2 separate regions of the Gossypium arboreum genome follow, and region 2 is linked to region 1. Evidence: chromatin contacts called from public Hi-C data. All regions are on one chromosome and are shown on one strand. The core of a region is the stretch at or near the end of the contact, and the rest is flanking DNA. Distances in the headings are between cores, read along the strand shown. Region 1 holds the start of LOC108478650. Region 2 holds the start of LOC108477784 (basic leucine zipper 4-like).

What was found. Hi-C and Micro-C count contacts between places; a contact is called where the count stands out from the background.
Region 2: a Hi-C map of leaf shows a contact between it and region 1, with 1.8 times the contacts expected there. The contact joins the promoter of LOC108477784 here to the promoter of LOC108478650 in region 1. A contact is called at or near these places in 2 of 5 Hi-C or Micro-C datasets (both in leaf).

Annotation. Positions count from the first base shown.
Region 1 is chr12:45,730,662-45,736,902 of ASM2569848v2, forward strand. LOC108478650 reads right to left here and starts at 3,460. Exons shown (of 8, transcript XM_053023441.1): 1 at 2,981-3,460; 2 at 2,857-2,899; 3 at 2,637-2,751; 4 at 2,507-2,551; 5 at 2,379-2,438; 6 at 2,137-2,241. The coding sequence starts at 2,864.
Region 2 is chr12:45,865,766-45,871,381 of ASM2569848v2, forward strand. It overlaps LOC108477784 (basic leucine zipper 4-like), which reads right to left and starts at 2,150. Exons shown (of 1, transcript XM_017780278.2): 1 at 1,206-2,150. The coding sequence starts at 2,060. The coding sequence ends at 1,494.

The DNA of each region.
Region 1 (6,241 bases), core at 2,210-4,709:
TGTATAAAATAGACATTTTAACTTTCCACTACAAATTCTAATACCAACGTCAAACACTTAAAATTAACAAGCTACACTTTTCCGTGACACTTCCCCATAGCACTTTCTAAAAACACTTATTCAAAAACATTTCTCAATAACAACAATGCCAACATTAGTCCTTAGTAGAGGTGATCATGGGTCGAGCTGGACCCAAGTAAAAATTTTGACCCATTTGCTACGCATGGGCCCGACCAAAAATTTGCCCAAATTTAGCCCAAATAAAAATGTTAAAACTCGAGTTCGACCCAAATTGCCCTTATATTAATTTTTTATATTATATTATTTTTGCATAATTTTGAAATATATATAATACATCAAAATACTAAAAATATTAAAATAAATATTTTCAAACAAATTGAAAATAAATTTTAAAATATATATATTTAAATAATACTAATATAGATGCAACTTAATAAGAAAATGTCTCTAAAATAATAATAAAATTAACAATAAAATAAGTATTATACAATATCCAAACAATAACAATAAAATAGTAGCAATATAATAGTGAAATGGTAGCAAAATAGGAGGAAAACAACAAGAAAATATCATTAAAATAATAAAAAATAGCGGATTTTTTTTGTTATTTAGTGAATTTAGGCCGGGCTTAGGCCAAAAATATCTTACTCGAGGCCCAGCCTATTTTTAAAACGGGCGTTATTTTTTTGTCCAAACCCATTTTTTAGGCCTATATTTTTGTCCAAACCCTCTCACTTTTTGAGCAGGCCATGGGTTGGGCCGACTGGCCTGGCCGATGAGGAGGTTTAGCCCTTAGTAACCAATATCATTTATTTTATTCTTTTTTTATTATATGTTCAAAGGATAAAGGAAATACAATTTTTTAAATCATTAAGATATCTAGTATTGTCACAATCGGATTATGCCGGTGAATTGAATTAATTGAATCAAGAACTGATGGTCTAATCAGTTTAATAGGTAATATATAATTGGAAATAAAGCAAACCACTGTGAAATGGTAAAAAATTGAAAACCAAGAAAAAAAGCAGACGATTCAATGGATTATAATTTTTAAAATTTTATTTGATTATTGTTAAATTGATGATTTGATGATTCAACCACTAACATAATTCTTAAAGGTATCTTATATAAACTCAACATGTGACACTTTCTAATGTGTTTTTTTTAAATTTTTCTTTTGTATTATGAAATAATTTTATGTGTATTTTAATTATTTTAGTTAGATTAAAGGTTTTCAACATTAAAATTATAATTCATATTAAAATTTTACATTTGCAGGGTATTTAAAATTAATTTATATAGCTTTTGCAATATAAAATTATATCTAATATTTTCATATTAAGTTGTTTATTGTTGGATAATCCAAATTTAAATAGCAAAAAGAAATCATCTTGTTCAAAATTTAATATAACATGTAAGGTCCTTGAAATGTTGTTCTTAATATTAAAAAAGAGAGTATTTTTACATTAAAATATATTTTCTAAAATTAAATAAAATAAACTTTATAAGTTTTTTTCCTAACAATTTATTTACTTTAAATTTTTATATATACCCTTTAATCCCTTATTTATACTTTTGATTTCCTCCATGTGTATGTATGAATAGGAAATGATCTTTATACACTATTATATTTTTAAATTAGTTTTATACACTTTCTTAACTATTTTTTTTATAATTAATATTTTAACAATAAATAAATTGAATTTATCAATATAATTGTAATATCATGCCTATACATTTTCAAATCAATCTAATATATTTATTATATCCGTCTATAATAAGTAGACAAAAACTACCAACGATGGTAATGATTGAATTAAGAATTTTAAATTAAAAGAGTAGGAGGATTAAATTTTAAACTTTTAAAATACAGGGACTAAATCTCAAATTCTATACAAGTAGATGTATTTTAACTTTATCATCATGCTGGAACTTTGCAACATATATCAAACACTTGATCTAAAGGTGCATGATCGCCGGTTCCTTCATCTTTATGAGCATATAACAGTTGTTACCTTTGAACACAAACATCCCTCCTTGATAGTATCAAAGAGGAAAACTTATATTATAACAGTGAATTTAGGGTTATACAAGCTAAAATGAAATTAGGCTTACCTGTTGCAGTACACTACTTGTTTCGTCAGGGGTGGCCTCAATTGTGTAGTTTTTTACAGCTTCTTGCAGGGACTCAAATCTTGAAAACACTTTAGTCTGCACGACCTAGACAGTGTATGATTGACAAGCATGTGTTTGTTTTATTTTTACACTCCATCAATGTAATAGATGTTTGTGTCCAAAATTACTGAAATCTGAAAAATCGAGAACAAAATACTGCAGAGAATGGAAAAGAGATGTACACTTGCTGGGTTGAAAAATGTACGACCAAAGCCATAATATAGGCCCAAAATATCATATGCCTGAAAAGGAGAATGTTAAAAAAACCAATTAAAGGGAAAATATGGATCCATTAACACACTGATATTACCTCTCGGTTTGGATCAGCGTAAAGGCAATCCATTGGAAATGGTAGCTGAATCAATTTCAGTGAGCCAACTTATGAAATTTGTTAACAACAATAATTATAATAATAATAATAAATTTGGTATCAATGGTACCCGTTCTGCAAGCAAACGTGCTTTGTTAGGTGTACCAACGCCGATTGCAATCAGTTTAACTCCAGCTGATTCAAATCTTGCTTTTGCTTCTTTCAATTCTAAACCAAGTTCCCAGCTAATAATGAATCAAAGAACATAACTTGTTTAGCAATGAATCATATAAATTTACACATACAATAAATAAATAAATAAATAAACGCCCAGTCAAGTGAGGACCAACAAGGGCATCCGAAATGGCGTAGATGTGCAACAACTGCAATTCCCTGTTGGGGGTAAAGAGAATAAATTAATAAAAGGCAAAGATCGGAGCAAGTTTTTAGCAATAAGAAAGGAGTAAAATTTACTTGGTTTTGGTCCCTAAGGTCTTTGAGAATGACAGGCTGATCAGCAGCAGTGAAAATGGTAACATCCCCAAGGACGTCACCTATATCTGCACTGAATTCAGAGGTAGAGGCTTTTCCCACGACCCCAGAGTTGTTGGTGCCATTATTGCATGTGAAAAGCTTGGCTGGTTTTAGTTTTATAGGAGAAGAAATGGGGAATTTTAATGAAGGAATTTGAGATCCAAATTTAAGAGAATTAATTGAAGAAAAATATAGAGGTCGCACCGATTGCAGGTTTTGTGAAGGTAAGGTGGTCATTGTAGGGATACAGAGGGTGGGAAACTGAAAACTTTCCAAGAAACAAAAAATGGTCGATTTATTTTGACCCCAATTTTATTTGATGAAATTTGTGGAGGGAGGAATTTCTTGTTGCTGGATTGGTGGTTGAGAGATCATCAACGTTTCTATTGTGTGGGCTGCTTATTTGGATTAGGTTTTCAATCGGCTGGGATCTAGCCCACTAAATCACTTCTTTTTTTCAAGTCCAATATTATTTCCTTTCTAAGAGTTTTTACCATCTTTTCGTGGCAGTATTGCCATTAGACTGCTCAATGATTCCATAAACTGATTAGCCATTGACTACCACCAACTTAAACCTCCTCCTAAGTTTTAAATTGGTAACTAAATTTTTTTGGGTCAATTAAATATTTGAATTTAATGTTTTAGTTTAAATTGGTACTTAAATTTAATTCTTTTTTTTTTTTAAATTAATATTTACAATGAATGATTTATTTAAACCAATTTGAATTATGAAGCCAAGTTCAAGTACCTAATTAGACACACAAAAAAAAAAAGCTTAAATAACTAAACTAAGTTCGACATCCTTTTCTTTTATCGGTAGTTCCACCAATTGATATGTTTTCACAAATAAATTGAAATTTAATTTCTTTCATTGCATATTCAATTTTTCGAAACTTATAAAGTTCTTCCGTTAAGCTTCGATCCATGAGCGCACAAAATCTTTCAAATTGCATCTGATTCGGCCTAAGTATTGTAAACATTTTTCTATTTTCATCCCCAAACATTTTAAATTTCCCATTTCTCAAAAAAATCCCACTCTTTTTTCATTATTTATCAAATGACATAAATTAATTCAATAATGATACAACTAAATGAAATTTTGTCTAATTTCATATAGGATACGAAAAAAATTATACTCAAATTTGAATTTATATTTACAATAAACAGAATTTATAGATGAGATTTAGCCGCATAGACTTTTGAATAGAATAAACCTCTACCATTATTATTATGATATTACATATTCCAATAACCAATAAAGCATTGCTCTCGATTTCGACATATCAAACATATAAATCAAATAGCCACTGGGCCTTGAAGAGTATTGCTAGGCTTCCATCATAGTAACCACTTCTAATCAAACATCTAATCAAATTGGTGCCCTCTAACTAAGCTGAAACTGGGCTGATTGAAAGCAACGCATGTCCATAAAAGGGTGAATATCATCTTCAGTACCTTGCCCCCCTCAAATTGCACACTTATTGGTGGCAGATCATGAAGCAATCTTTAGCTAAAAAACAAACCTTGCTAGGTAAAATTAATCTCCAAAGGGTTATTCGGCGTTCTGATACAAAACTTGTCTCTCTCTTAGCTATGTAGTCCCTCAGTCTCAACCTCTTTAGCATGCACTAATCTGTAAGCGGATTTTACTACGAAAATATTGTAGTATGAAAAGGTTCGCATTTTGTCCGACTGAAGTTGGGATTGAATTTGAATTTTATATTTATTTTAGATTTTTGTTTAATAGTTTATTAATTTATCATATTTATAGCTTTTTTATTAATTAAAAAGTAAATAGAATGTTAAAAACATGAAAAGTTTAAAAATTGAATTCTTGTTTTTATATATACTAGGTTTAATTTCAGGGCTACACATGTAATATTATTAAATTATAATGTAGTAATACAATTCAATAACTTTTTAAAATATAATTAATATAATTTTCATAATGTACCAATATGAAATTATAAATTTAAATTCAAAATATAAATGAAAGATAGCATAAATTTTGAATCTTAACATCAATGAAAAATCAAAATCAAAATAAATAATATTTTTCTATTTTAATATATTGATATGTAATTGTACGTGAATTATTTAAAATGTGAATATTACAATATTTTATTAAAATTTATGTATTTACCCTTGTGTATTAGTTAAAATTTCGTTTTCAATCAGGTATTGAAAATGTTAAAATGTCAAATTAGTCCTCTGAAAATAATTTTAAAAAAATCAATTAAGCTCCTCGTAAAAAAAGTGTACCTAATTAAGCTATTTGAGTTCATTTTTCCGCCAAAACTCTTGACGGATCGTTAAGTATTGACGCGGTATCCTACCTATAAAGAGTATTGATACTTATTTGTCAAAGAAAGACACTTTTAAAGGTATCAATAAAAATGTATTGTTTTCAAAATTCCAAATTGGCAAAACGCCAAAACGAATTCAATAAGTATCGATACCTATTTCTAAAGTTTTGAAAAAAATTGTATTTTGGTCCTTAATCATGCTCGAATCTATTCTATTGTATCTAAAAGCTTGATTTAGTTCTAGTTATATTCATAAATACTAATGTGCATGTGATTGTAATGGTTTAATGTTTTTATTTTTAAATCGAATTGAATGATATAATTTGTGTGTGATTGTTCTGGTGATTGTGGTAGCATTCTGTAGCTCGGGTTCGGCGACTGGATCGGGTTAGGGGTGTTACATAAGTCCTTGAAGAATTTCCTTGAATAAATCTGATATTTATCTCTAAAAAGTAGTACTTCAATCACCAAAAGATAATAAGACTTTCATGTTTATCAAGCTTGTAACGACCCGAAAGTCAGTGGTGTCAAAAAGTGCGGTTTTAGAACCTCGTTTATGCAAATCAGACTCGCAAATATTGTTATTAAATATTTACGGAGTTGCGTTAGAAGTGAATTGAATTTCAGACAAGTAATTTGGTCAAAATAGTGTTTAATAAGGGTATAGGGACTAAATTGTAAAAGTGTCAAAATTTTTATTACTATATATTTATAATAATTAGAAGTGAATTAAGGAATAAAATGATCATTATACCCACTTATAGGTTAGTGGACGGTAGCTTGGTTTATATTTATAAGAGAAATGTTATAAAATTTTAATAAAATAATAATAATTAATAAAATAAAAATAAAACACTTAATGGAAGAGAAAGCCAATGTTCTTTTCTTTTTTTTT
Region 2 (5,616 bases), core at 900-3,399, 130 kb after region 1:
TAAAAGTTGATATTTAGGTAATTTAGTTTTTTTTTAAATTTTATTTTAAAGTGAAATTATTAAAATATCATTATTTATATTGATTATTTAAAAGTAAATAATAATTAAATTAATTTATATTTTATGAATCTTTATATTAATTTAAATATTATTTATTGTTTTATTTATATTTTAAAATATTTTATGTATCATTAATTTTACAACCAAATTATATTAATTACTTAAAAATTATATTTCATTTGTTATTGATATAGATTTAGTTTCAAATATTTTATCTTTTAACTATAATTTTTACAACTAAAAATGAAGCAATCAGAAGAAGTAAATAAGTGGGGTGCACCCAGTAGTATGTTGGATTTGTGGCAAACGCAATCAAGAATTGTGGATGAACACAGAAGGTGCAAGATCTTTTGTGGCTCAAGTGGGAAGATATTTATATTCTCTTCTTTTATTGAAGGAAGGATGATAAAGTGATTGGATTGGGGTTTAGTGGGAAGATCTCCACGCTCATCATAAAACTAAACTTAATTAAAAATAGGTGATCTAAATTCTAGTGGTAGTCCATACATCCTTCATTTCTCTATCACATCTTCTTTACATTTTATTATAATCTAAATTTATTTCTGAAATATAGTTGAATTTTTTGGGGCCGCAAGGGGATTCATCATTAGCCGTTAAAACCTTTCCTTCACTGTTAATTTTAGCATATTCTATTTCACTTTATGCCAAAGGGAAGGACAACCTTACCCTTCAATAACTTCTTTTTGTTTTTGTTAGGAGCATAATCAAATTCAGCCGAGCCTAAATATTATTAAGTTCCAACTTGATTTAAAATTTAAAGTTTAATATTTAACTCGAATTTGATCAAAGATATATTTTTAAGTTCGAGATCGATTAAATTTATTTATCAATTTTTGTATTCAAATTTGAACTCAACTTAATAATTACATAATTTAACAAAATAAAAAAAATAAAAAGCTCAATATAACTTGTGAACTGTTCAAATCAAGTATTATTAAGTTCGAATTTAATTTAATAATTATCGAATCAAATTTAAATAGTTTACCAACACCAATATATTTTATCATATATAATATTAGAGCAAGGGTATCTTAGAAACCCAATGGAGTGATGAAATGAAACCCAAAATTAAATGATAACTTTGAGACATTAGGATGAGATATACAAAATAATAAAAAAGTAAGTTTCAATGATTTGCTATATTGCATAGTGGGAGGGATTTTTCAAAGCTAACAATAAAAAAGAAGAAAACAAAAATAACGTTGACAAAAACCAAACACTGACTCAACTTATTTCTACACTATAATACTCTGTGGTTTCGTATCTCTTTAGCAAAAAAGGAAGACAGAAAAAAAACCCATCCATTTTCTTTCTCTAACACCATTTTAATTTACAGAAAGAGATAGCTAGTTTCTCGCTTTTGGAGAGAAATTTAATGTAGTTTTATTGTGAAGTTTAATATATGTATGCGTTTAGATGATTAATGGTGGTGGAATTTGTTCGGACATGACAGTCACATTATTGCATGGCCATGCAGATGAAAACTGCTGCAGCTGCTTGAATAGCAAATTTTGATGCATGTCCGACAATTTTTGTCGGAGCAGAGTGGACTCGGATCGGAGGCGGTCGTTGTCAGTCCTTACACGATGACAGTGGTACAAAAGGAACCTCAAACGGTAAGTCAGTTCTCGGTTCTCGATTCTAAGCCGGTTCGCCTGGTTCCTTAGGTTTTCTAAATGCTTCTGTTTACGCATCCGTGACCTCCTGGCCGATTCCCGGTTCGATATCATGCGTCTTCTCTTTCGTTCATCGATGATGGAAAGCGTTTTGTTTGATTCGTCCAAACCGGAATTGGAGTGAGTTTGGGTTTGGGTTTGGGTTTGGTTCAGTTCAGTCGAAGCGGAACCGGACCGAGCGGGTCCTACTGATTGGGTAGTGGAAAAAAGTTGGGAGCAATCCCAAGCGCTTTGGAGAGAGGGAAATGGATCACTTTCCATCATGGGATTGGAGGAAATAATGGCCGGAACAGTGGACAACATGGCTTCCTTTAAGAATAACAAACATACATGGGGAAAGAAGAGGAGGAGAAAAGGGAAGAAATGCAGCGTAGGAGGCCTGTATTTATGGGCAGCTTAAGGGTAGTTTGGTAATATTATCAATAAAGTAGAGTTAATTAAAAAGCCATTTATTTAGGTGATGGGTGGGAGTAGATAGATGGTTCAAGTCTCCATCAGATCAAAAGCATTCGATCATGTCCATCTATGAGGCCTACTTTTAAATTTTTATTATAATTTAATCAAACTTTTCTGGGGCGGCATCATTACCCCATAATTAATTTAATTCAACTAATGAACAGGAATGTGAAAGAAATTTAAGTTCCTGCTTCTTAGGAAGTTCCTGAATGTAAGGAACATCACATAAATTCCTACTTCCTCATAGTCATGGATCATTTTCCAAAATTTTCAACAAAGTTCAGTACAATGTTATGCCATAAGGTGTGTGTTTCAACCAAGGATTTAGAGTGTTGTTTCGGTAATAATAATATAGTAATTAATTTTTTTTTGAGGAATTTGATATCCGATTTATTTTACATAATTTTAGTTTTTTTTTAAATTATTTGGTTAAAATATTTATAATTTTACAAATCTAATGATATTCATATTGAATATTTTCTATATTATTAATTTTCTTTTATAATTATATTTTTAGTTTGTAAAATTTCATTATTTCAAGTTTTCATAGAAGAACTATTTATCCAAACTAATCAATTACAATTATTACCATTTTGATTTTATGAATTCTAAAATACTAACATTTTAAAAATCTCTAAAATTTAAAATTCTTCGCCCAACCTCACTCTTAAAAGTTTAAACATAAACATATGTATTTAGTATATAAATCAGATTATATACAACAATTAAGGGTAAATTATAAAATAGTCACCTAACTATGTCTTTAGTTCTATTTTAGTCACCTAGCTATTGTTTTTTTATTTAATCACTAAACTTTTAGAAATTAAATAATTTAATCATTCCCCCATTAGTTGCCGTTAGATGAGTGACGGAAAGCCCTTTTTTTATTAGTCTAATAACAAATTCAACCCTCTAATGTTTAGGCATTCTATTAATTTGATCTTAAATATTAAAAAAATTCAAAAAATTTAACCCTTAATGTTTACAAAATTATGTTCAAATTCTAAAAAATCCAATAACTTTAACCTTCATTGTAACGCCTCAAAATTTTAAACTTTTGTTTGTTAAATTTAGTCATAAGATATGTATTTACTTCAGTGGTTTGGAGCATTGATTGTGCGTTTGAGATTAGGGATTTAAGTCCCACTATTGGAAATTTTTGTTATCTTTTTTACTCAACCTTTGTCTTTGAACTCTCAACTTAAGTTTAATTCTATGTAAATTTATATTAACAATGGGCTTACTGGTTCAGTGGTAAAGCTTTAACTAATTCTTTAGTTTTGCGTTCAAGTCTCTATGGAAGCAATAAGGAAATGTTTGGCATTTTTTTTTTAAATAAATAAGTTTTGTTTTTTAAATCACTTAATCAATTTATTTTTTCTCCACTTTTTTATTTTTATTTTTCCCAAAATTTGTCGATTTTTTGTTCCCTTTTGTTTTCCTTGTGTTTTCTTTTTAGTTTCTTTTCTTTTACTTTTGCTTCAATTCTTGACATTAGTGTGGGAATTCTTCGCTCGATATACTGTTAGGTGTTCTAATTCATTCGGGTAAGTGTGTAATTCTATTTATAGATTATTAGTTTAGTGAATTTTTCAGTTTGTTTCTTGAGATCTTTGTAAAGATTGATTCTTCGTTGGTTGTTGGTTTAATTGGTTTGTTCGAATCAGGAGAGGAGTGAGCGACGTCTAATGTTTCTCCAACAAATTAAGCTTTGTGTAATTGCTGCTTGTTTATCGGTAAACGTTAGTTTTCATTTTGAGGATTTTTTGTCGAAGTTCTTAAATGTAACTACGGTTTTAGATGTTAATTCTAGTGATTTGATTGTGAATAAATGGTCTGATTGGTCACTTGAATGTCGTTTTTAGGTTCTAGAATCAGCATTTTTGCTTCTACATCGAATTCGTATCAAGTGTTTAATGAAAACCCAAGAAATCAGCGAATAGAGAAAGCCATAATTGGGATTGCAGACTCCACACGGCTGTGTGCCAAGTCATGTATCAGAGCATGCAACTTTCTGACTTGAGTCACACGAGCGTGTGTTAGGCCGGGTGCTAGACCGTGTAACTCTTTGACTTGAGTCACATGACAGTGTGACAAACTGTGTGAGGCACTGATATGAGCCACACGGTCGTGTGTCAGGCCGTGTGGGCCACAAGGGCCAGCCAAGTAGGCCATGTAAATCCACATGGGTTTGTGGGCCAAAATTTTGAAATTCTTCTTAGAACCGTAAACATCATTCTAATCGAACGTAGGCCTTCTGTAGGGTCTGTATGATCTGGATTAAGCTGTAAAACTTGCTATCTGATGATCTATTGGCGTATAATTTGTTTTTGTATATATGTCTTATATGATATCTGCTAAGTAAGTATGATATGAATTATTTAAGTATGTTCTGAATTTGTATCACTATATACCTATCTCTGTTATCTGTTAGTTCTGCATATGCATTGGGATGGGATTTGCATTAAAGAAGGAAGTGTGGGCAGTTTAATAATTTGTCGACTCTGTTGACTAAGCCACATACATATATGATTCTAGCAATTTATCGCACTCTAATTTGGAAGCTAGCCTGCAAATAATCTGAAATGTGACATATAGTCACTATGCGGTATGTAGGGATGGATGAGTACTTGATACCCTATATAGTGTGTAGCGATGCTTGGAGATAGTGTGTAGTGGATGGGGGTAAGATTTGAATCTATTTCTGATATGCTCTACATTTGTATCTAATATACGTTGTTTCTGATTTTGGTTTTGATTCTAAAATCTGTCTGAATAAAGATCCAAAAGCATGTCTAAGATCATTTTTGTTAAATTGTTTAAACATGTTACACACAGAGCTTGCAAGCTCTTTTTATTTGTTTGTTTGGATTTCAAGTAACCCTTAGACTTAGGCAAGTTGGCGTATCAAGAGCTCAGCCTTTTCGTTTAGTCGTTCTACTATTTTAACTGGATTTATACTATTGCAAACTTTTGGAATGTTGTTTTTAAAAGATGGGATCCTTATGGTTTGTTTACAAATGTTTAAATGATTTTGGATTGCTTGAATTTTAATTATATAAGTTGAACGTCTCAAAAATGGTTTAGTGTAACTCTCTAGATTTAACTATGATGTTTAGGCCGGGTTCAAGGTGTTACATTCAATATTTGTAAAAATTTTTAAAAAAATTAAATAAACTTTTAAGAAAAATTAAATACGCATTAGATTAAAAAAATAATTTTTAAAATTCTAAAAAATTCACTTCCATCCAATCACATTTAAGGCCAAGTAAGTCTGAATTTCAAATAATATTTGTTGTATATGATATTTTTGCTACGGTTGCTTCACTTGTTCAATTATAGCTCCGTGACTGAGATTTTTTATGGGATTTAAAACAACTTTAGAGGAAATATAAATGTAGAA